Regions from separate parts of the Gossypium hirsutum genome. Here all the other regions are linked to region 1. A link is a contact called in public Hi-C data. All regions are on one chromosome and are shown on one strand. Each heading gives the region's core, a stretch centred on a gene start, on an enhancer-like site or on the middle of the called end of the contact. The rest is flanking DNA. Distances are from core to core; before and after follow the strand shown.

Region 1 (5,983 bases), core at 1,550-4,049:
TATAAATATTTTCAATAAAAAATAACAAATAATATAGATGGATATAAAATGGGCTTGGGTTAGTTATTTACAAAAAAATGGGTGGATTTGAGCAAAATTTTAGGTCCATATTTCAAGCTAGACCAAACTTGAGACAATATAAAATATGTTAATATCATGCTTAGCTCTAGTTTAAATCCAATCAAACCCTGTTAATGAACACCTCTAATCAAGAAAAAGATGCCACAATTTTTAATTCTCAAGTTCAAATCTCAATATGGGTATATTTTATAATTTTAACTATCAATATGGTTGAACCTTGTAATTGAAAAGAAAAACCAACTTTAATTAGTCGTGTAATTAGGTGTTAAAATCATAAGTAACTTTGAAATCTCTTAATCAATCTTTCAAATAGATTTGGATTAGTCTACATAATCATGTAATGCATGGGCTAATAGTGTACATTATTTAAATTTTAAATAAATTAAAAATTTTAGAATATGATATTATTATAGTTTTAAAAATATAGAAAATTGTACTTTTTATTTTCATATAAATAATTTATTGCATGACTGCAACAATGAATTTTGTTAATATAAGGGGAAAAAATTATATATTAGAGTATTAAGGTAAACATATTAGACAATAATTTTTGGTTGCACAATTTAATTGATTTTGCAATATCCTTAATGAATAATAATGAAAGTTGATAAATATATTTGGGATTTGAATATGACATATCTTGCTCGAATATGTTGTTAGAATATGTAAGAAGTGTTTATTTGAGCTAATTTGAAGTAATAAAAATGATAAATTCGATTATCAGATTCTAATACAATGAAAAGTTTAAAATAATAATAAATTATTAGTTCGAATGATCAACTCGAAATCGCCAAGAGGGAAGATGAATTGGCCCTTAAGAAAATTGTAGAAGCAAAGAAAAAATAATCAACAAAGAACACAACGATTTATAGGGGTTCGACCCCAATTGCCTACTCTACTACCTTAGCTTTCCACAACTAAGGATTTTTCCAAATTCACTAATTTGACAACCTTTGAGGATAATGTTTATCCTTACAATTTCCCTTAAAATTTCTACCCAAAATCTGAAATTGCAACTCCACCAAACCTTAAGATTCAATCCTCCTAAAGAGAATAACAAATATCAAACTAAGAAGTAATCCTTACAAGATCAAAAAGTTTGCCAATTAAGCATAAATAAATAAGAATACACTTAAGCTAAAGAATAACAATGAAAGCTCACAAGTGTGTACAAGAAAAGTAAGAAAAAATTAAGCACTAAGGTTGTTTTTTATTGATCTTTAAGCTTGATGGTTTCTCTTGTTGTAGGATCTCTGAAAGCTGATATTTATACCCCTAATCAATTTCCAATTGTTGTGGTTGTTGGAGATATGAATAGAGCCATTAGGGATCTAAAAACTAGTGCATTTAATTCACCTATGATAGCGAGTATCGATACCAACTAAAAATGTATTGATAACTTTTGCATTTAATGCGAACTTCAGTGACTACCAATGAGCTTTTATTGATACCATATGAAAAGTATCGATACTGGACCGATACTTAGTTGAATTGGTTGAAAACAGAATGTCAATTTGATATCGATTTTAAAATGAGTATTGATATTTTAAAAATTATTAATATTTGACCAAATAGTGTTGCTACTTTTTGGCATGGAGCAATACTAACTTGTTTTAAAACAGTTTTAAATTGATTGAAAATGTTTAACACAATTGAAACCATTTAGACTTGATTTTATTATTTTATCAATTTTATTTAACTTTAATTTTTATTCAAAAACATATTAATTTGTTATATCAAAAGATATTATCAAATAAAACTAATTTAACATAAATAAATACTTAATAAAATAATTAAGATTGCAATTATTGTTTAGGCAACAAACTTAATGAAGAGGATACCTGTAAATATTTTATGAGATAAGTAAGTTTATGGTATTAATTATATTTTGTTCTATTCACTCAAAAAATAGATAGATTAATTTTTTATATTAAATTAAAAAACAAAATAATTTATTTTATTAAAAATTTGATCTATTTTTAATATACAAAAATTAATTAACCTATTTATAAAATTTTGATACATTCTTTTACAAAATAAACCCTTATACCAACCCTTTTAGAAAGACTAATCATAACAGCGATCTTTGTCAACGCTTAGATGGTATGTATCTTTCATTTATTAATTTCTGTGGACCACCCTATTTCATCATTTGATATTTATACTACATATTTCTTTCACTTAAAATTTAAATTCTTGAAGAATTAGGTTTCACTTTTAGCCCTCTCAAATTTCATTTTTTACTTTTATTTTAGTATGCTTTAACAAATATCCTTGCATGGAATCCTATTCTTTTGAAATTTGAATTAACAAAGGAAAAAAAATTGTCTGAATTTGAGGTTTGATATTCTTTTTATTTACATTCAAATTGTATGAATTCCAAAAACTTATATAATTATTAAAAATTAAAATTTAATTTTATATTCATATTTATATATATATATAATTAACTTCAATTTTTTTTTGGAAGGTACCTTTCTACTGGACTTGTTATTATTTGCTTTCCAAACTTTCTCTGTTTTTTAAGTCACAATTACAAGTAATACATATGTATTATTATAATTAAAATTAATGCATAAATAAAAATAGAATTAGGCAAAAATAAAGAAGTATGCCCTAATGAAATCACAAGAATCTGTCAACTTTATGATAAAAGCAAGGGTGGTTGGCAGTGCGGTTTGAATTTTAGGTTTGGTCACAATCATTTTTATTTAATCATTTCATTTTACCCACTCCTATCGGAATTTTTATTCATTGTTTGTGAAAACAAAAATAAACATTTTTAAAATTAAATTAAACCTTAAAACAAAAGCTTACAAAGATGAATCCAAAATATTCTTTTATTGTTGAAGTGAGCTTCTTTGAGTTGGAAAATCTCTATATATACTCACTCCAACTCTCTCCATCTCTTCCTATTTATCTATCACTCAAGAAGAAAGAAAACCCAAAGCGTCGGAAACCATAGCTTATCTCACATTGTATCTAAAGTTAGAACAAAAACATGGGTTTCCCAGTAGCCTACTCCGAGCTTCTTCTTCCAAGATTGCTTCTCCACACGCTTTCTCTCCTTGCTTACCTTCGCAAATTCATTTCCACTCTCTTCCTCTATTTGGGTCTCCCCGATTTCCTCGAACCTGACATTCCTTGGGGCGAATACGCCCCTGAAACCCACCACGCTTCCGCCGCCCCCGTATCTGCTCTCCTCATCCGGGAACTCCTACCCGTCGTCAAGTTCTCCGACCTCGTTGACCCGCCGGAGAGCTGCGCCGTGTGCTTGTACGACTTCGAAGGGCAGGATGAGATCAGGCGGCTGACCAACTGCCGCCATATTTTCCATCGGAGCTGTTTAGACCGTTGGATGGGGTATGATCAGAAAACATGTCCGCTTTGTAGAACAAGTTTTGTTCCTGATGATATGCAACAAACGTTTAATGAGAGGCTGTGGGCTGCCTCTGGGATCCCTGAAGTCTTTGGTGATTATTCTCAAATTACTGCTTTGTAGTTATACCTGTCTGCTTCCCAACAAAAAAAAATGAAGCTTTTTTGTTTATCACCTTTTTAAGGAGTTGGTTTGTATATATACATGAAAATCCGGGAAATTACCGCCATGAAGAAAAAAAAAAAGAAGGAAAAGAAAATTTTAGCTATTCAACGCAGAGTTGTTTTATTTTTGCAAACTACTTTATTTTTTGGAATGGATTTTGATAGTTGTGCTTCTTCTTCTTCTTTTCTTTCTTTTTTTTTTGTTATATATGATAATAGTAGTTAAGGCATGGAATTGATGCTAAATGATTTGGAATTGAGGGTTTGGACAAAGTTTTGGTGTTTGGGGGTTGTTTTAAACTCCCCCACTTGATAATATATTAACGATTAACATTATGTGGATTTCATTGTTTTCTTCTCCTATTTCTCTCCTCCTTTCTTTAGATGCATTTTGGAATTAATAGCAAAAAGCTGAGATTAATGAAATGTCTGTTAAAAAATCCAATCAATTGGATTCTCTTCTTTCCATTTACTTGAAAACAAGCAACAACTTCAATAGTTGGTGTCAATCTCCAAATTAAAGAAGTGGATACATCGCTTTACTCCTTTTTCTTTCTTTTATATCACCCAAGTCTTCTGTTAAAATTTCCATGCGTAGATGGTAAATGTTATATGTGTTTTGTTAAATAAATGTAAAATTATTTCTTGGAATATTATTATATTATTATGTTTAATTTATTTGGTTGGAATATAAAATTTTATTAAGGGTAAAATATAAATTTAATTACTTATGTGTTGTTTAATTTATGTGTTGGTTATCAAACTTTCGAAAGTTATAATATGGTCATTTATATTATCAAAAGTATTGTATGATTACTAAAAGTTATTTTGATTATTAAAACCATTAATTATCATTAACATTGTAATGATAAATTAACTTGACACAATATATCAATAATTTTGACGAAAATTTTAGATTAAATTGCATAACTAATTTCTATATATTTTCTTTTTCATTTCGAGAAATTTAAATCTTTATCTTTTATTTTCTTTTAACGTTTAACTTTCTCTTTCCTTTTTCCTTTTTTCTTTACGAAAGATTTTAGAAGGCAAGGATGTTGCGAGGATATTGAAAGAAATTGGTTGAGATAAAAGAAAATGTGAAAAAAAAAGACTGAACGGTTTTAAGTAAACAAGTAATTTTTCCTTTTCTTTTTTACCTAACAACTAATCTTATAATTTGTCTATGTTGGTCAAATATTAAATTCTTACTTAATGGTCTTAAACTAATTGTGTAAATCTATTTCTCTGTTTCTCAAATATTTTGTAAAGAAAAAGGAAGTTAAAATAAAATCAAATAAGATAGAAAAGAATTAAATTGCTCAAAAAGTGGAGGGACTAGTTGACCAATCTAATCTAAAGTTTTCGTCTAAAATGATAATAAAACGTGTCATGTTAGCTTTTAATAATATCATTAATGATGGTTAGTAACTTAGTTACTAAAGTGTAACAAATCAATAACGTGGGTGATCTTATTGTAACTTTTGATAATGTTAGTGACCATATCATAACGTTTTAAATTTCAGTGAAAAAATATAATTTAAATTAGACAAAAATATAATTTAAATCATACATAAATGACTAAATATGTAGCTTACCTTTTACTAAATTGTAGATTTTGCTTCTTTCTTTTTATTTATTATTACTATACAAAATGTTGAAATTTATAATATTTTATTTTAACCATCTCTCTAATAATTTATTCCATATCTTATTTCTCAAATTAATCTGAAATAGGAAAAGAGGAATAGGCAACTAGAACTTCTGTTTTAATCAAAGTGACAACGGAAGAAAAAAGATGACAAAAATAGGGCAATCTCTTAAATTTTATTGATAGACCTCAAAGGTGTATATATATATCTATACAATAATAGTTACATAGGAATCAAATTGCTAAAATATAATATCCCATAATAATATCTTATAATATCCCATTAGGAATCAAATTGCTAAGAAATAATATCTCAAAATATTCTGTAATATCTCATTAAGAATCAAATTGCTAAAAGATAATATCCCATAATAATATATTAACACCCCTTCAAGTTGGAGCATGAAGATCATAAATGCCCAACTTGTTGAGAAGATATTCAAATTGTAGTTTACCAAGCGCCTTTGTAAAAATGTCAGCGAACTGAATGGAGGTCGGAACATAAGAAGTGTACTGAACCCATCCTAGATTGTATCCCTAACAAAATGACAATCCACTTCAATATGTTTAGTACGCTCGTGAAATATGAGCTTTAGTGCAATATGCAATGCAGATTGCAGATTGACTATCATAAAATAAAAGAATTGCTTTTGAATAATGAACACCTAAGCTCAATAGCAAGGCGTTCAACCATTTGAGCTCATAAGT
Region 2 (5,983 bases), core at 1,724-4,223, 500 kb after region 1:
CCATATTTTTTTCAGACAATTGGAGTCAAATGGCATTCCTCTCATCTGATGATTTTGTATTCAGTTGAAAGTTGATGCCACCCAATGGGTCTGGAACTTTCTACAGTTCTCCTGTATGTGATATATTCCATACAATAGCACTACAGTATTATAACTCTATTGGATTTACTAAAGAAATGATTATTCATACAGATAGCTTAAACCCTAAACCACCTTGGTTTGGCTATATCATGCATCCATATTTCAACACATACATCCGTACATAGATGCATGCATGCATAAGTACATAGTCACAAGTGAACTAATATGTGTGTTCTGCTTGGTTTAGAATATGTAATTTGGTGGATCAAAGGAATCATTTAGTTACTGAAGTGAGTTGATATCATCGGCTATGTTGAGTGCATCGCTAGCCGCCCCATATAGCCCCCTTCTCGACAGACCAACGCAGTACAAGCCATTCTTTCCTTTCCAATGGTTTGGGAAACTCAGCTTGGAAATCCCATCATCATTCAGCAGGTAATCATCTCCCTGTTTCAGTTTATTATAGTAAAGCGCAGTTAGTTTGATGTTGTGGTTTGAGAAGGGAAAACACAGGGTATGATATGTTACCTTAAGCCAGACATTAGTGGAGCGCTTGAAGCCAGTGCAGAAGACGATTGTGTCGAAGGGATGCGTTGTGCCGTTCTCGAACACCACCTCGTTGCCTCTTATGCTACATATAGACGGCAACACCTGAAAAATATTATGCATTTTTGGATTATTTGAAAACCAAATATCTAAGCGAAACAAGATGCCGTAATTGGGCCCGGCCGGGGGCAGTCAATTTTTTTATTAAAAATTTCAGTCAAGCTCATATCAAATTTTCCCCTTTTGAAAATTTTACCAAAGTCTCTTTTATTTTTATAATTATTTTAATATTTTTAATTAGAATTTTTAGCTTTTAAAAGATTTTATAAAATATAATATTATTTTTATACAATGATTAAAACTACCCATAAGTCCTCTCAAGTCATGTTCTCTTATACTAGTGACGATGTCAATATCAATTGAGTTAAGGCTCAATCAACATAAAAAAAATATATTATAATATAAAAAAATGCAACTTTTGGGAGAAATGATTGTATGAAACTGTAATTCCACGTTATATTTATCCATTTTCAATAGGAGAATGATAAATCAAATTTTTCCTCTTAATTTTTAGCTTTTTTTTCTCCTTAAAAAAATTCAAATCTAACAAAAAAATATTAAAAATCAAAAAAAAATTTTGATTTGTTATTTTCTATTAAAAAAGAATAGAGATAACATAGAATTATAATTTTATACAATCTTTTAGAAGTTTTTAGGATAATTAATTTGTATTTTTTAAAATTGAGATGGGGACAAAAAATAATATAAAACTCATGTCACAATCGGTTATGATTGACCAAAGCAGTGAATAAATAAAGGGTAAAAGAGAGTTGAAAATGTAACAGAGATTCTTAGGTTTTAAGGAAATTAAGAAAGGCCTTTGTTAATTGCAAATGACATCACCAACTTTTTTTGTTCACGTTATTGTTACAAACCCTCGTACCCTCATTTCCTTTTTTCCTTCAAGAATACCAATCAATCGGTTATATTATCAATTTTCAGTTCGATTGATTTGACCATATGTACAACAATAATTAAAAATTCATTTTTTTTAATGGAAGTTGTAACATAGTAATTGGTAGAGAAAATGACAATAATATTACCCGAATCTCCTGGGACTTGATCTTCTTACATGTACCAATATCAGTAATAGGGTATTTTCCATAGGCAGCTTTCATGAAAAATGGACCTTCCTTGGGCCTGTAGATTCCGTACTTGGACAAGTCCCCATAAACAAGCTTGCTAAGCATCACCATTAACGAGTCCACCAAGTTTACCCGTATATACTTCACCAAAATTAACCCCAAGTAAATCATATCCCTTGAAAGAACGTGAACCTGCAAAACATATCAACCATTGCAAGTAATTTAACCGGTTTCATCACTTCAACCATTACAAACAACTACAAGTTAAATATGGTTTTAGTCCTTGGTAATGATTTGATATCAAGGCAAGTCATTAGTTGACCCCTTCACATTATTTAATATTTTAGTTTTAATAAAATCATTAGCAAGTTGAAGATACAACTTCCATCACAAAAAGATTTATATCAACATTATTTGAAAAAAATAATCCTATTAATTTATTAGAATAATTAATAAAATTATAAATTATGTGAAATTCGAGGACTATGGAACCAAAGTTCAACTTGTTAATTACCGGGCTTCGAACAACTAAAGAAGTTTGGGCACCATGATTGGCAAGGTCAAAAGCGATCTCCATGCCCGAATTCCCCGACCCCACAACCAAAACCTTCTGGTTTTGAAACGCCTTCCCATTTCTGAACCGCGTCGAATGAAGAACATCGCCGGGGAAAGTATTAAGCCCTTCAATCACCGGCGTAAAAGGGTCGCTCGTTTCACCGCTAGCCACCACCAAGAACCTCCCTTCCAACTCCTCCACCTCGCCAGAACCCAAGTTCCTGGCCTTAACAATCCATTTCCCGGTCTCTCCGTCGAACTCTGCTGACTCGACGGTCCGACGGTACAAAGGGCTGATCTTAAAACGAGAAACGTAGTCGTCTAAGTAGCTTACGAACTGTTGTCTGGAGACGAAACGTGGGTAAGAGTCGGGGAAGGGCATGTGAGGGAGCACGCAGAATTGCTTGTCTAAGTGAAGGTGGAGACGGTCGTAGGCGTATTTCTTCCACAGAGAAGCGATACAGTCTTCTCTTTCAAGGATTATGTATGGGATTGAGTGGTGGTTAAGGCAAGCCGCCATGGCCAGCCCCGAAGGGCCCGCTCCGACGATAATGACCTGTTCTTTTTGCATCCCCGACGATAATGACCGGCTATGTAGTAGCGCGATATCAAGCAGAATGGGTCGCTGCCTTGGGGATGGAAACACAGCTGTGGGCAGATATTTATACTATTATAGTACCACATTGTTTATTGAGAAATTATTTGTTACGGTTGGAGATTTTAGATTGAAGATCAAGGGTTGATAAATGTGGTTAAAGATAATAGTAAACTATTTAAAAAATAGAAGTATATGATAATTTTTTAAGATTATTTTATCACTGATTAATAGTGGCAGTTTTTAAAATTGACATAATAATTTTAATCATTAATATTTATATTTTGTAGTAATTTAGCGTTTATTTTAAAAAACTTAACTCTTAATTTTTACACAGAGTAATTTGGGTGACCAAAAAAAATAAATTTAAAAAATTCGATAACTATTTTGTAACTTTTTATAGTTATGTGACAAACAAATTAAGTGAAAATTAGTAAAATTTACCTTTTATAAAATTGTTTCTTAAAGATTTATAAAATTGTTATTGGACAAATGGGTTTAATGATTTTAGTTATTCTAATACGTGTTCATTTAAAGATTTTATATAAAAAGATAAAAATCTTTATATAAAAATATGTTTTAAGCTTTTTTTAACTATAAATTGATATTGATTAACTCATGACATTAATTTAATTAAGAGTATTTTAAGAATATTAAATTAAAAATTTATATTATAAATTTACAAGAAAGATTAATATGGCTTTAGCTATAATAATAAAAGTTGATGTAATGAAGATATTATAATTTGTAAGTATTTTTCAAAAGTTGATATAAAAATATAAAATGATGGAAATGATATATATTTTTAATTACTCATAAAGATGTGTTGTTAATTTGCAGTGATTACACGTAGTGACTTGAGATTTGACTTGCGGTGCTTTTAAATTAGGAAACTTATTTACCTATGCTCTTAGGATATACACACTTTCATTTGGATTATACTATCTTCTTGTAAAACCAATATTAATAACATCAAAATAAAATAAATTTTATTCATTAAATACAAAATTTGGTACCAATTAAACAAAATATACGAATATTAGGTGTACACATAGATTAGTTTGGCACCGACACCTTCCCCAATTTGAGGATAAATTACAAACCTAAAAAATTATAATTATTCCATTAATTATATTTAAGATTAAATTCTTATCAAGTAAGAATAAATTTAAAATTAAAATATAACTCACACATGATAATATTTAAATTATAATAAATTTTTAAAAAAAATTTATATGTGTTTTACACAAAGAGTGGATCTTAATTTGGGATTTCAAAATTCTAAACATCTTAACCCTACTATTAAATTAAAGTTTCATTCATAAAATTAGTTACCATTAATAAAAGGGATAAAATTCAAAATTACGCATGAATTGTTGTCTAATATGTAATGTTATAAATGATTTTTTGGTGAATATATTTTTTATTTTAAAATATCATATTAGTGAACTTATTAGAAAATTTAAATAGAATTAACAATTAAACTTAAAATTTAAAATATAAAAAAATTAAATTTCAAATATACAAAAAAAAATAAGTACTTAAAAGCATATTTTAAGCTATTATATATAATATCTATTTTAGTTACACCTAGGACATTGTTGTATGAATCTCATAGATTAGATTTTTTTTTAAAATTTTATATAAAAAATTAATTATAAGTGAATATGGTGTGATAGTTATTACAATAAATCATAATTTTCGATTTTAATGTCGTAAAAATATAAATTTTGTATTCAAATAAGAAAAAAAACATCTACTCATACTATTATTATTTAAAAATTTTACTTAATTTCTATGATGAATTAATCCCAAATTTATTTAAAAATATAATTATTTTATATATTGTTGCTGGAGTAAAAAAAAATCTATCTAAATTGATGTCATTTGTTTGTAGAGTATAATAAAATAATAATTAAAAAAAACGCTTGGCATTAGTTTATATATACTTGTTGAATTTTTTACTCTATTAATATTAGACAGAATAATTACTCTACTAAAAAGTTATTATTTATACCAAACAACAAATAATATTTAAAAATATTTTTATCTGAAATAAATATTATTTTTAAAGATATTTTTATTTTTTATATAAAATCTAAAAGGTACATGCATATAATAAAATTTGAATTCGACTTTGATTTCTTCAATTTTATTATTTCAACTAAAAATATATTTAATTTTTATATAAATATTCCGTAGAGGGATAATTTAGATATAAATTCTTGGATTTAACCTTAAAATTATAAAACATTTGAAGATATTTGCAGTTGCTTTTCCAACCATACAACTTTTTAGGGACGTCTATGCCACACACGGCAGATTATTTTATGCTGTTGTTATCGATGCTTTTATTTTTATTTTTTTAAAAGGTTTAAATGATGAATTAATATTTAAATTATACCTTTTTCGAATTTTATTTTGCTTTTTTTTTCTTTGGGATTGAAGTGATATTTAAATTATCATCTTCGGTTAAAAGTTTTCACATCACAATAAAAATCGCATTTATTTCAAAATAAAAATAAAAATTTTAAAATTTATATTTATTTAGAAAAAATATTTATAAATGTATAAAAATTCAAATTCAAATTTAAGAACATAAATTTAACAAAACTATACCGAAAAATTAAAATATATATTAAAAAATTCAACAAATCTTCGAAATAAAAGTTTAGAAATTTCAAATTTATAAAATATTATTTTTTATAATATATACATTTTAGAAACATAAATAATTCAAAATATATAAATTTTAGAAATAAATAATACTCAATTAAAAGTTAATTGACAATCAACAGTATTTTATGCCATGTTTCACTATGTGATTAAACTACATAAAGGTTTTCTTAATAAATAAATAAAAAACAAAATCATCAAATAATGTTATATTATCTTTATATTTAAAAATTCACATTGTTTAAAATAACATAAAAGATTTTAAAAGAATAAAGGCAAAATGTAAAAGAAAATTTTTCATACTTTAAATTTTATATTTAACAAACTAAATCAACTTCATACTTAATTTTAAGTGAGATACCAAATAAATTTTATAACTTATATT
Region 3 (5,983 bases), core at 1,155-3,654, 380 kb before region 1:
TCGCATTAATGAACCAATTGGATACCTATTGGAAACATGAATAGAAACTATACGAATGATCAACTATAATATTATGATATCTTGATATGATACAAATAAAATAATTGCATATGATAATAATAAATATTTAAGATCCCAACAAGACATGCTCCATCGATAACATAAATTAATTCATGGGGAGTTTAAGAAAATAAAATAACATGCCTGGCTTCTTGAGAGACCAGTTTGGCAGGCTAAGATATGTTTATCAACATCACTGGGATACCTTCAATTAATGGAAATACGTAGTTAGTATTGAAACTTGGCACCAGCCATGGATGGTAAGGGAAAGATGGGCCCTATACATAAATATATCTTAACGGAATCAAATCTACATTAATTAAAATAACAGAGAGAAGTTGACCCAATCAAATATATAGGAAAAGGAAGCTATTGATGGAAATAAGATGACAAAAATAAAATGATTGAGTCTTGTAGTAGGAAGGAGAGAAATAGAGATATTTACGGGTGAAGAAACTGCTCAAATAACCAAGCTCGAAGAACAGAAACAGATCTCTCAGGTAGGCCTCTTTGGGGTCTCCATGGCTGATTCTCCATCATGTTCATCTGTTGAAAACACCTTTGTTGCCTCAAAGCTTTATCTATGATCTTCAGCCTTGGTGTTTCGCCTCTCGTTGTGCCCGGTGCAACCGGGTCTTTTTCTCCCATGGCCTTCCTTGTAGCTTGAATCCCACCAACAATCCTATCCCTTAAGCATCTAAAATGTCTTGACATGGCCTTGGAGGCTATATCTGAATATACTGACGCAGCCCCGCTGCCAGCCGCTGTTTCGAAGGAAGACACCACTGCTTTCATTTGATGACGATAGTGTCTGTATCTTCTATCCACCTAAAGATACATGAGAAGAGAGGAAGGGATACAGGAGTGAAACATAAGCATGGGGATACATACAAAACAAAGGCATGGTAAAAGAAAAAGGATTTGAGGTTCCTGAAAGTAAATGAAAAGCAAGAATTGTCACGGCGTCGGCATTTATGGGAAGGACCCAAGTCAATAAATTAGTTCAAGAAACAAAATAGGGAGATCCCCATTTCAATCAACACCCAGTAAAATAAAATTTCATGACTTCTTTATTTAAAAAAGAAAGTTGTGGAGAAAAAGTAACGATCTTTGAGGATCAAAAGTTGAAAGTGAAATGCACATGTCATACCTCTTCCAGCATTGAAAGCAGCTTGGTTTTTCTTTTCTGCAACTCCATGAAGTTAAGGGAATAAAGGGGTTGCTTCCTTGAAGAACTGGCTCCATTGTCATTATCACACTGTTTGGTCTTATGGATCTGTTTTTCCTCTGATGCATCAACTTGCGTTGTTCCGAGGCTGCAAAACTCATTCAAAAGTTCCTGAGTTGGGACCAAGTACTTTGAACTCGCCACTTGGAGCTGCCCCTGATGATGTAAATTCGCAGCTTCTTCCAGAAATTCGCTTTGGATGGTTTGTTGTTGTTGCTGTTGGATATTTGGAGCCTTTTCGAAGAAACCATCTCCAGCATTTGAACCAAACCTCATATCATGTTGCTGATCATGAGTGCTGTGACTGGTGGTTTGTCTGAGTTCGAAAGACTGTAGGCCGATAGTCGAAGGATTATTTGATGAAAGAGAGTGAAAGACCCTGACTTGGCCTCTCGTTTTCTTCACAAGGAAAAACACATCTATAAGAAGAATCATCAACAAGCAACCTGTTCTCTTGCCAAGGACCTGTCTCCGCTCCCACTATTAGATTCCCAGTACTAGTCTCAGTTTCAGATATCCCAGCTGTGAACTCAGGTTTGTGGAATTCATGTTGATAGAAATCGCTTGTTGACTCATTGATTGTATTGGATGAAGGATCAGGGTTGCTTCCATGTTTGTTCAAGGACCGTTTCCACACCACCGTGTAGCTGTCACCTTGTTGCGGTAGATTCTTTGAAACCCCTATCATCTCCATGCCTGTTGCCAAGTACTTGAAGATATCTGGGTCTGGGTTGGATTCAAAGCCTTGGATCTGACTCACCGGATGGGAGCTACCAGATGAAACATCTGAGTAACAAAACCCAGTTGATGAGACAATATTCCTTGGTTTATCTTCACAGAGCTCCCTAACCATGTAACCCAAAGTTTTTTTTTTTTTTGTTCTTTTGATCTTCCTTTCTTTTATGCTTCTCGCCCACTTGCTTCTAAGATACTGGTAAAAAAGTTTATGCTGATTCTGCAATTACAATTCCATCAAGATTCAATCCACGAAGGATTAAAACAAAGATAGACTTTTGTTAACGAAGTTTGTAATAGCAGATCAGATATAGAGGTGGGATGATGACCCTTGTATGTAGCCGTGATCATAGTTTCTCATATATGCCTTTTCTTCTCTATATCCCCTCTAGCTCAAGTGGGTCAATGCATTAAAGATGTGAAAAAAGCCAAAATAGGCATCCTACCCTAGTTAAAAAAAAAAAAAATCCTCCATCCATCCACCTCAATTATTTCACAACGAACAATAAAATAAACTTGGAATCAAGGAATAAATTAATGAACTAGTAAAATAATATTGATTAGAAAGATAATATTCTGCTTTCCAAATTACTAAAGCAGGTACACATAAAAGTAATCCCTAGAATTTCGCTATCAAAACTACCAGCCGCCACATTTAATTTTTCTTAAATAATTTTTTAAGCTTAATTAATGATTTAGTCCTCTATATTTTTTTTGCCATATTGTCACTAAAGTATCATTCCCATAAAATTTTAGTCCAGTTATTTAACAAACCTTTAAAAAAAAAGTGTTAGAAAATTAATTTAGCCAATGAAAACATTTTGTTTTTTACAAAATATATAACTTTAAAAATAAAAAAAATAAGATATGTAATCTAAAAACACACGTAAAAATTATAGAATATAAAAATAAAAAAATTCAAAAATATAGCTTTAACTTTATTGGTATTGTTATAATTGCAACAACAAAGAATACATGAGTTTGTGCGCAGTTAAGTGCATTTTCCCACCAAATTAAGGGTTGAGAAAGTTTACGAATAGAAGTAAGAATTACATTAAAAAATATAATAATTTATGTAAAAGAAATATACAAAAATCCATAAAATATAAAATAACCTAAAAATATATAACAATTTTAAAAAAATTCAAATATATATATGTACTTTTTAACAAAAAAATATAAAATATAAAAATCCACAAAAATCCATGAAAATATATTATAAATCTAATATGAATTTTTAAAATATAAAAAAGGAAAGAAATATATAAAATCCAAAAATATAACTTTAGCTTTGTTGGGACATTTGCTATTGCAACAATGAAAAGGACACGATTTTTAGTGTATTTAAACACGTTTTTCTTGCAATTTAAGGGTTGGAAGGATTATACATAGAAGTAGGTATTGTATTTTATATATATATATAAGGAAAATATAAAAATCCCAAAATATATAACAATTAAAAAATTATCAAAAATATTATTTTTAACAAAATTGTAAAAATAAAAAATATATAAAAATCCATAAAAATATATTTAGAAAACTAATATATATTTTAAAAGTTATAGAAAGTGAACAGAATATATAAAATCTAAAAATATAACTTTAGCTTTGTTGGTACAGTTGTTATTGTAACAACGAGGTGGACGTGAATTCAAGCACAGTTAAATATGTTTTTCTTTCAATTTAAGGGTTGAAAAAATTTATGGGTAGAAGTAAGCATTGTATCAATATATTTTTCAGAATTTATAAAAAATGAAAGAACATCCATCTGAACCACGAGGAGAATATAGTGATGACTATAAATGTGTGGTCCAATGTTTTTATTTGTCCATATAATATTTAATCAATTTCTCTATTACCTATCACTCTTTTTATTACCCATGAGATGGGACTAGAGGTGTAAATAAGATATTGGTGCTCGCAAGTTATTTGAGTTCGAGTCGAAAAAATTTAAACTCAATTCAATAATTATTGTGCCAAGCTTGAGCTATCAATCGAGTCGAATTCGAGTTTAGTAATACTTGACTCGAATGGTTTGTGAGCTTTATCGAGCTTTTCATATTTGTATATTATTAAATTAAATTATTGCCCTTAATATGTATTATTAATCTTAAGCTTAATTATTGAACCGAGCTCAAGCTTGAGTTTAAACTCGAATACAAAAATTGGTAAACAAGTTTAATCGAGCTCGAGTAGTTTGATTATATCCTGAATTGAACTCGAGCTTAAAAGTAAAAGTTTGATTAAGGTTGAGTTGAGTATCAAGCTCAAACTCGAGCTTGACAATATTCAAGCTTATCTTGGCTTGATTACACCCTAGATGGGAACACAATTTTTGTTTAATTTTTAATTATTACTTATTTATTTATGATGAAAATAAAATAAATGCTTTAATATCCACGGGCAACCTTAGGCTTTCTCACCCTCACGGTTTCAATATTATCATATCATATTTTGACCCCTTTGTTTTTTTTTTTTTTTTGGTTCTTCACAACCGGCTAACCCCATTGCATTAACTCTTCTTCTTCTACTACTCTAAAAGTAATGGTGGGGTATTGAGAATAAATTTTAGGGTTTAATTAAAATTTTAAAAATATTAAAGGATTTAATAATAATTTTAAAAAATTAAGACCTAATTAAAAATTATCAAAGAGGTATTGAAATTTTCTAAAAGAAATTGGGGCCAAGACCCTCTTGTCTAAAAGCAAAACTTAATGCATACATTTCTTTGTCAATGATTAATTAACTTGTCTAGAAGAAATTGGTCCTCCGCCGCTTACCCAAAATTTTCCTAAACCTACAAAACAAGATCAAAATATGAATTATTTATTCGGAAAGAGTTTTTACTTTTTCAATGATTAATTAACTTGTGATTTTTTTAATGCTAATATTATATTTTAATAAATTTATATATTCTTAAAATTTAGGATTCCTCCGTTTAAAATCAATTTTTTTTCTGTAATATATAATAGAGTATTTAAAAGAAGGCGGGCGAACTTTGGAAGTTGAGCCCATCTGAGCCTGAGCAGAGCACAATACTTTTGAGCTTGTAAAAATCCTTGAGCTTTATAGGCTGCTCCATTCGCTTCATCATCAACCTCCACCCTTTTCCCAAGTTTCTAGTTTAGGTTCACAATATTGGACCATCCTATAGGATAGTCATAAAGCTAAAATGCAAGTGTTTTCAATGGCTGGTTGACCACTGCATGCATCTGTGCATGCATATAGTTTTATCGACTGTGTGAGTTTTTAATTAATTTATTATTGATGGATCGGTGTATGTGATTATGGGTATTTGATTGGAGAATGGTCTGTACGGGTGCTTGGAGTATAGGGTCGTCTGTCTGTGTTTCCCTTGGCATCAAGGCATGTCTAACTTAGCTTGGTCCCAAAATTTATATTCTACGGATTTTGGGTGTTTTTCTTTTTTCTTTTTCCTATTATCTACTCCAAAAACTTTGAATGCATTAAATATAAGGCCACATTATTATAAAATTTGATTAAGATGATGTGAAATTGAGAAAGTGTACGTTTGAAATGGAGGTTATAATGCTCCAAAATATTAATCCATGCCAACTTTGCTCTTAAAATTTCCAACTTATTAATGTTACATTCTTGCCCTCTTGCTTTGTAATTCCACCAGAACTTTCGGCTTACGAAAACTAATTTAAGATGGAAATGAACAAAATATTTCAGCTATTTATGTGTTGTTGATTGATAACTAACTCATCACAAAATATCTGACTTTGATATCTATAAGTGTGAATGGGCATCCACCACGTTATGCCATCTCACTCTTTGGATATTTGCATGCGTTGAAGGGATTGACAAAATTATAAAGCAAATGTAGTATATTCTAACAATTGCTTTGTTATTATCACAAATTTGTTTCATCCATTTATTGGACCACATTGTCAATATATGAATTTGGCTTTAGCACCCTTTCCTTTTTATTCCCAT
Region 4 (5,983 bases), core at 2,120-4,619, 290 kb after region 1:
TGGTTAAACTGAAGCAAATTGGCACTTAGTGCCTCATCAACTCAATGTCGAAGAAATCCTTGAACTTTTCCTATCCTATGGCATGCCATCTATATTCGACTCAGCCCGATACAGTTAATAGGGTTTAATTTCACATTTCAAATACAACCAATATCCAATTCTCATATTTGCATATATATTAATTTCAACTCAATTAATCAAGACATTCATAATGTATATACCAATTCAACCCATTTTAATCAATTATCAAAATGCCAAGTACTCACTCAATCACTTACCATATGCATTAAATCGAATTATAATAATTAACAACTAGGTTTTGATTTATAGAAATACAAACCATAGATTTTGAGCTATTCGACATTGATTTTATCCTTCCCCTTTTTAGTTGAGGATTCCGGTACAACGTTAGCTACCGAATTAAAACAATTAAAATACATCAATACAACACAATTCAATTTCATATTGAATATTTCAATTTTTACTCAACATTTGCCTAAATTCCAATTTAGTCCCTAAACCGAGACTAATTTTTATTCTTCACATTTAATCCTATATTTTTATACTAATTTCACTTTAAGCTAAATTTAGCTCCCTATTTTCAATTAAACTCATAAATTTAAAATTTTTCACAATTTAGTCCTTATTAAAAATTTACAATTTGTTCTACAATTTAATCCTTTTTCATTTCTAGCTTAAAAACCTATCAATTTAATCCTTAATACTAAAACTATTCAACATTAACAACATTTAAAATAATAATCAATGCTAAAATTTCAACATGGATTGGGTAGTAATTAACTCCAAGATTTCAAAAACATAAAAATTACATGAAAATGAACTAAATTAACTAACCAATTGAACTTGGAAAATTTTAGAAGCCTAGGCTGTGCATGGTTCTTCCTTTCTGCCTTTCTTTTCTTTTTCTTTCTTAATTTTGCATGTTTCTACATACTATACTATTAATATAATTATTATCATTATAACTATTATTATTAGATAACTATTATCATTATTATATAACACATATATATATATTCATTTAGTTATTAAAAAATTTCTTAATATTATAATATATATAACATATGCCGTCCACTACATTAAGTAAATGTATGTTTACTACATTAGTCCTTTAATAAATTTTAATTTTATAAATCCACTTCTAATACTTATGCAATTTAATCCCCATAGTTAATCAACTTATAATTTAAACAAATTCACTTCATCGGAACCTAACTAACTACACAACTAGCTTCGTAAATATTTATTAAAAATATTTAGGAATCCGATTTATGGGAACAGAGTCTTGGGAATGCACTTTCTGACACCCCTGACTATAGGGTTGTTACAAAAAAAATTTCACTGACATTCCCTTTCATATCACCAATGGACACATTCCTATTGAATCTCATCCCGATTTTTTGATGAGTTACAAAAATACAACCAACAGTTGTTTTTAAAATAACACCATCGAAATGAATTGTTGCAAAAAAATTGATTCTTTATTTTATTTTTTTTGAAACTAAAAAAATAGAACAATAAAAAACTTAATAAATTAACAATAAAAAAATTTTAAACTAAATCATATGAAACAAAATAAATTGTCATATAAAACAATTAAAATGTTAATTTTTTTTAATAAACTTAATTAATGAGGGAGAGGAGGAGCTTCAAAACTAAACTACAATTGAAGAGAGTAAAGAGCTTCAAAAGATTTTTTGAAACAGCAATGGATGTGTGGGGTTGGGAGACCAAACCAACTCCCTTTCATAATAAAAAATAATAATTTTTTTTAAAAAAAATTAGTTGAAAATGAAAAAAAATTTTGGTGTTTTAATTTTTTTCAGGTATTAAAACATGAGCATGTGACGACATCGGCGGCACCAGCCTGACGGCTAACGCAGATGTGACCCTTCAGTCACAAGCCCTTGTTTTTAATACCTGAAAAAAATTTAAAACACCAACTTTTTTTTTATTTCAACTTAAAAAAATTTTAAAAACTTTTTGGATGCCGCCTGACACATCGGCGGTACCAATAAAAAATATTTTTTTCGATTTCTTTGTATACTGTTTAAAAAAATTAGTATTTTTGATCTAAATATTGGTGCCGCTGATGTGTCAAGCGGCACCCAAAAAAATTGTTTTTAAAAAATAAAATAAAATGGTGCCACCTATTGGGCAGGCGGCACCTGTATTGTACTGTTAATTTTGTTTATTCTCGTAAATATTATTTTTATTATCCTATTTTCGTATATATTTATTTATTTTACATTAATCATGTAAAAAACCTAAAAGAATCTCAGCCACCGAGCTGATTATTTTATGCCTCCATTATATAATTTAAACTAAATAAATTTGTAATTTATACTTTATTTTATTACTAAAAGTTGAGTTTTGCTTTTATTTATTTATCTTAATTGTGTACTAATGACATTTTTTTAAATAAACAAGAGTATTGATAACTACAAAAATTTGCAGTAACTTGTGAGTGTTAGTTTTTGTGAAGAATATATCAAACTATTTATGATCTTTTGTTTTAATATTACAAAAATAATTACCAACATATCATGTAAATTTCAATTCTATATATTAATATGAATATCAAGTATTTAGTACTATACCGATGAGTATGCTATTTTTCTATTAGTACCAGTACGAATTGGTATTAATCTATTTTAATGTACCATTTTAGATTTATCGTTATTTTTTTTAAAAAAATTGATATATATAAAATATTTACAGATAACAAATAATAAATAAATAAATAAATATAAAATCTAAAATACTCGTTAGTTATATAAAATATTAATAACCTTTCCAAATACAATCCATCATTAAACAAACTCAAAATAAATAAGTAAAAAATATTCCATAAACTAAACAATAATATTGTCCCGCATACAACCATCCATAATTCAACAGATGCAAAAATAATAATAAGATTACCTCATAGTATGCATATGTATATGTTAAGACTGAAAACTTATGCCTATTGATTACACAAACTCGAATATAAGTATGAAACACTGAAATATATAGATTTTTTCAGCATCTTTTAAGCATTAATTCATGCAAATTTTAAATATTTTTTTATCAAATTTTGTGCTTGCGTTATAAAATAATTAAATTCAACATGATTTAAGACACATCTTGAAATTTAATTATTTTGATATTAAAGTTACGTAATTTTGTTAATTTTGAGCAGCTTTGCGCAATATTGCTGGGGCATCTTCGAAGTTTTAGCTGATTAATTAACAGCTATGGACGCCCGAAAAAATAATTAATTTTGGACTCCTACAATGCAATTGACCCAGCTCTCAATTATGGTGATTTAATTGGACAACTTTATGTAGGGAATGGGGCCCATAAAATTCAACTTGAAGGGGACGGATCCACAAGAGAGAGAGCAGTCCAAGTCGACCCAAATCAACTATTTTAAGCTGAAACAGCTAATTTAAACAATTGCAAAACTGCCCTAAACTTTTCCTCATATCCATTCCAACCCCTCCACTTCTTAAGCTTTCACATTCAAGCATCTAGCTAATTATAGCAAAACCACCCAACCCCTTTCTCCACAATATATGGCAGGAGAAATTCAAGGCTCCTAAATGCGATTTTTAGCGATCACCAACTAGTATAAATAGGACCTTTATTTGCCTTCCAAAGCATCCCATTCATTCTTCATTTTCTCTCCAGTTGAGCTTCCTTTTCTCTCTTTTCCATACCATTTTTCTTCCTCTTGAGAAAGAGTTTTGTGAGGCCTTGAGAGTAGCCATCATTCCACTATATTAAGGGTGCTTGGCTTCGTTGTGACAGCAAGACAGAAGATCCAAGGAGGGAGCAAGCAATTTATGCCTCGGGAACGTCCATAATCAACTAGAGTTTTTTCTTCCATATTAATTTTTGTTCTTGTTCAATTCATAAACATGATTTCAACTAAGTTTTTCTCTTTCTAATATAATCATGACTACTTAAATTTATTAGTGTTAAAATGATCTGATTTTCATAGATTACTTTATTCAATTCTGTTAAAAGTTGTTTTGTGCTTTTAACCAATTTCTTATGCATGTTTAATGTAAAAGAGATGTATAAATTAATTTCCATAAAATCTTAATCAGATTTTAATTAATTGACACACTACAATCATGTGTGGATTGAATTTGTAATAATACCAAAATTATTATTACCTTACCTAACCCTGTAATATGTTTAGCTTATGAATTCTAAGTCTATTAAACATAAAAATATGTGAGATAGGTTTAATAATTAATTAAGCTAAATATTTTACTAATTTTGATTAGGGTTAATAAATGATAATTTAGCCATGAAATTTCCATAACATCTTTAATCACAGGCATGCTAATTGTGATAAACTCTTTAACACTTGCATTTTTTGTGTTCATTTTAATTTTATAATTTTTAGCATATTAAATTTGATAGTTAATTCGCTTTTATTTATTTGAATCACACTTTCAACTTTAAAGAGTGCTTAACAGTTTTGTCTTATTGAGACTGTATACCACTTGCACATTTCTATTGTTCCAGCAACCACTTTAACCAACAATACCAATTCTTCATTCATGTTGAAATAATGATTTTTAAGTTAGCAATTTAATAGTAAAATTTAAAAGTTTTTGAATAAATTAGTTTCTCCATTTATGTAAATTAAGAGAAGCTAATTTTTTATTTTTTATTTTTGGAATTGATAAAATAGAGAGATGAAATATAAAAGTATATATTATATTTAACTTTGTTTTCCTTAATCATGATTTCCATTTCTAATGCCAACTGGAGTACCCTTAATTAAATATTGCTTATTGCTTTTTAAAGGGAAAATCATGACAGTGGTTGGATGGGCCCTTCAAAAGGGACACTGTTTAAAAAGTTAAGATAAAATTCTTTTGGGTTAAAACAAAAATTAATAAAGGGGTACAGTACAAATTTATTACTTAATCTTACGTGACTGAAATAAATTTTGTGGTTAAATTTGTTATTAGCCTATGTATTTTGTATAAGTTATGGATTTAGTCCATATATTTCAATTTGATTCATTTTCAATCCATATACTTTTTGATTCAGTCCTTATTAAATAGAAGTTGTTAAATTCATTAGGTTATGGTACTTCCAAAATCTAACATGGCAGACATATTATTACACGTGTAATGTTATCCTAGATTGTTATCTGCACACATTACTCACAAAAAAAAAATCTAAGAGCTAAAATTGATTAAATTAAAATACAAGAATTAAATGCACAACTTAAAAAATGTACAAGGACTAATAGAAAATTTTGACCAAATTTAGCAAATTGTTTAATCCGTGTAACTTTATCATTTTATATTTTTGTAGAGCATACTGTTCTGTTTTAAATGCATAAAGAAATATAATATAAACTTTATTAGTAAATTAGTCCCTAAACTACACTTCAATTTTACCTTGATCCTTAAAGATTTTTTGTCTACTTAAATTATCAATTTTGTGCAATTTCATCCAAAACGAATATGTTTTCCCATAAAAATACACCAGGTGTCATGTCCTTACTGGCTGCTTTTTTTTTGTTTTGGTAAACTAGGATAAAATTAATAATTGAGGTGCCAGTAAAGATTAATCCGAATTTAGGGACCAAATTATGAATAAAACCACAATATGAGGTAATTGAAAGACATACAAAAAAAAAGGAAGTAAACCTTATTGGAAATATAAAGTATCAAATCAAAGATTGTCCTTTTCCTTTTTATCCCAAGCTCCAGTCATTTTTCGTCAACGGCTCTATTTGCCTTTATTTAATTAATTTTATAATTAATTATATAATATAAATAAAATATATTAATTTTCCAATCAAAAGCATACAACATTGAAGAGCCAAATGTTGTTTTTTCAAGGATTTCTTTGGGAAATGAGTAATGTGTTTTCTTTTCTTTGTTTAATTATTGTTATTAGGGGTTTTTTTCATTAATTAATCTAAATTAGTAGTTTTTACCTT

The links. Hi-C and Micro-C count contacts between places; a contact is called where the count stands out from the background.
Region 2: a Hi-C map of leaf shows a contact between it and region 1, with 1.7 times the contacts expected there. The contact joins the promoter of LOC121204573 here to the promoter of LOC121204571 in region 1. A contact is called at or near these places in 2 of 34 Hi-C or Micro-C datasets (both in leaf).
Region 3: a contact with region 1 is called in a Hi-C map of leaf, with 2.4 times the contacts expected there. The contact joins the enhancer-like site here to the promoter of LOC121204571 in region 1. A contact is called at or near these places in 2 of 34 Hi-C or Micro-C datasets (both in leaf).
Region 4: a contact with region 1 is called in a Hi-C map of leaf, with 2.8 times the contacts expected there. The contact joins the enhancer-like site here to the promoter of LOC121204571 in region 1. A contact is called at or near these places in 3 of 34 Hi-C or Micro-C datasets (callus and leaf).

What each region holds. Positions count from the first base shown.
Region 1 is chrA08:92,606,777-92,612,759 of Gossypium_hirsutum_v2.1, forward strand. It overlaps LOC121204571 (brassinosteroid-responsive RING protein 1), which reads left to right and starts at 2,800. Exons shown (of 1, transcript XM_041074649.1): 1 at 2,800-3,797. The coding sequence starts at 3,083. The coding sequence ends at 3,583.
Region 2 is chrA08:93,103,015-93,108,997 of Gossypium_hirsutum_v2.1, forward strand. It overlaps LOC121204573 (probable indole-3-pyruvate monooxygenase YUCCA10), which reads right to left and starts at 2,974. Exons shown (of 4, transcript XM_041074651.1): 1 at 2,287-2,974; 2 at 1,731-1,964; 3 at 610-732; 4 at 147-528. The coding sequence starts at 2,898. The coding sequence ends at 364.
Region 3 is chrA08:92,229,332-92,235,314 of Gossypium_hirsutum_v2.1, forward strand. It overlaps the pseudogene LOC107947826. Among protein-coding and RNA genes, the nearest start is that of LOC107947819, 74 kb to the left of the region's middle. Within about 2 kb of position 2,405, at least 7 of the 9 cell types and tissues checked have an H3K27ac peak or open chromatin away from gene starts, as enhancers often do. A contact at or near this core is called in leaf, where this site is marked.
Region 4 is chrA08:92,900,037-92,906,019 of Gossypium_hirsutum_v2.1, forward strand. No RefSeq gene overlaps it. Among protein-coding and RNA genes, the nearest start is that of LOC107947889, 12 kb to the right of the region's middle. Within about 2 kb of position 3,370, at least 3 of the 9 cell types and tissues checked have an H3K27ac peak or open chromatin away from gene starts, as enhancers often do. A contact at or near this core is called in leaf, where this site is marked.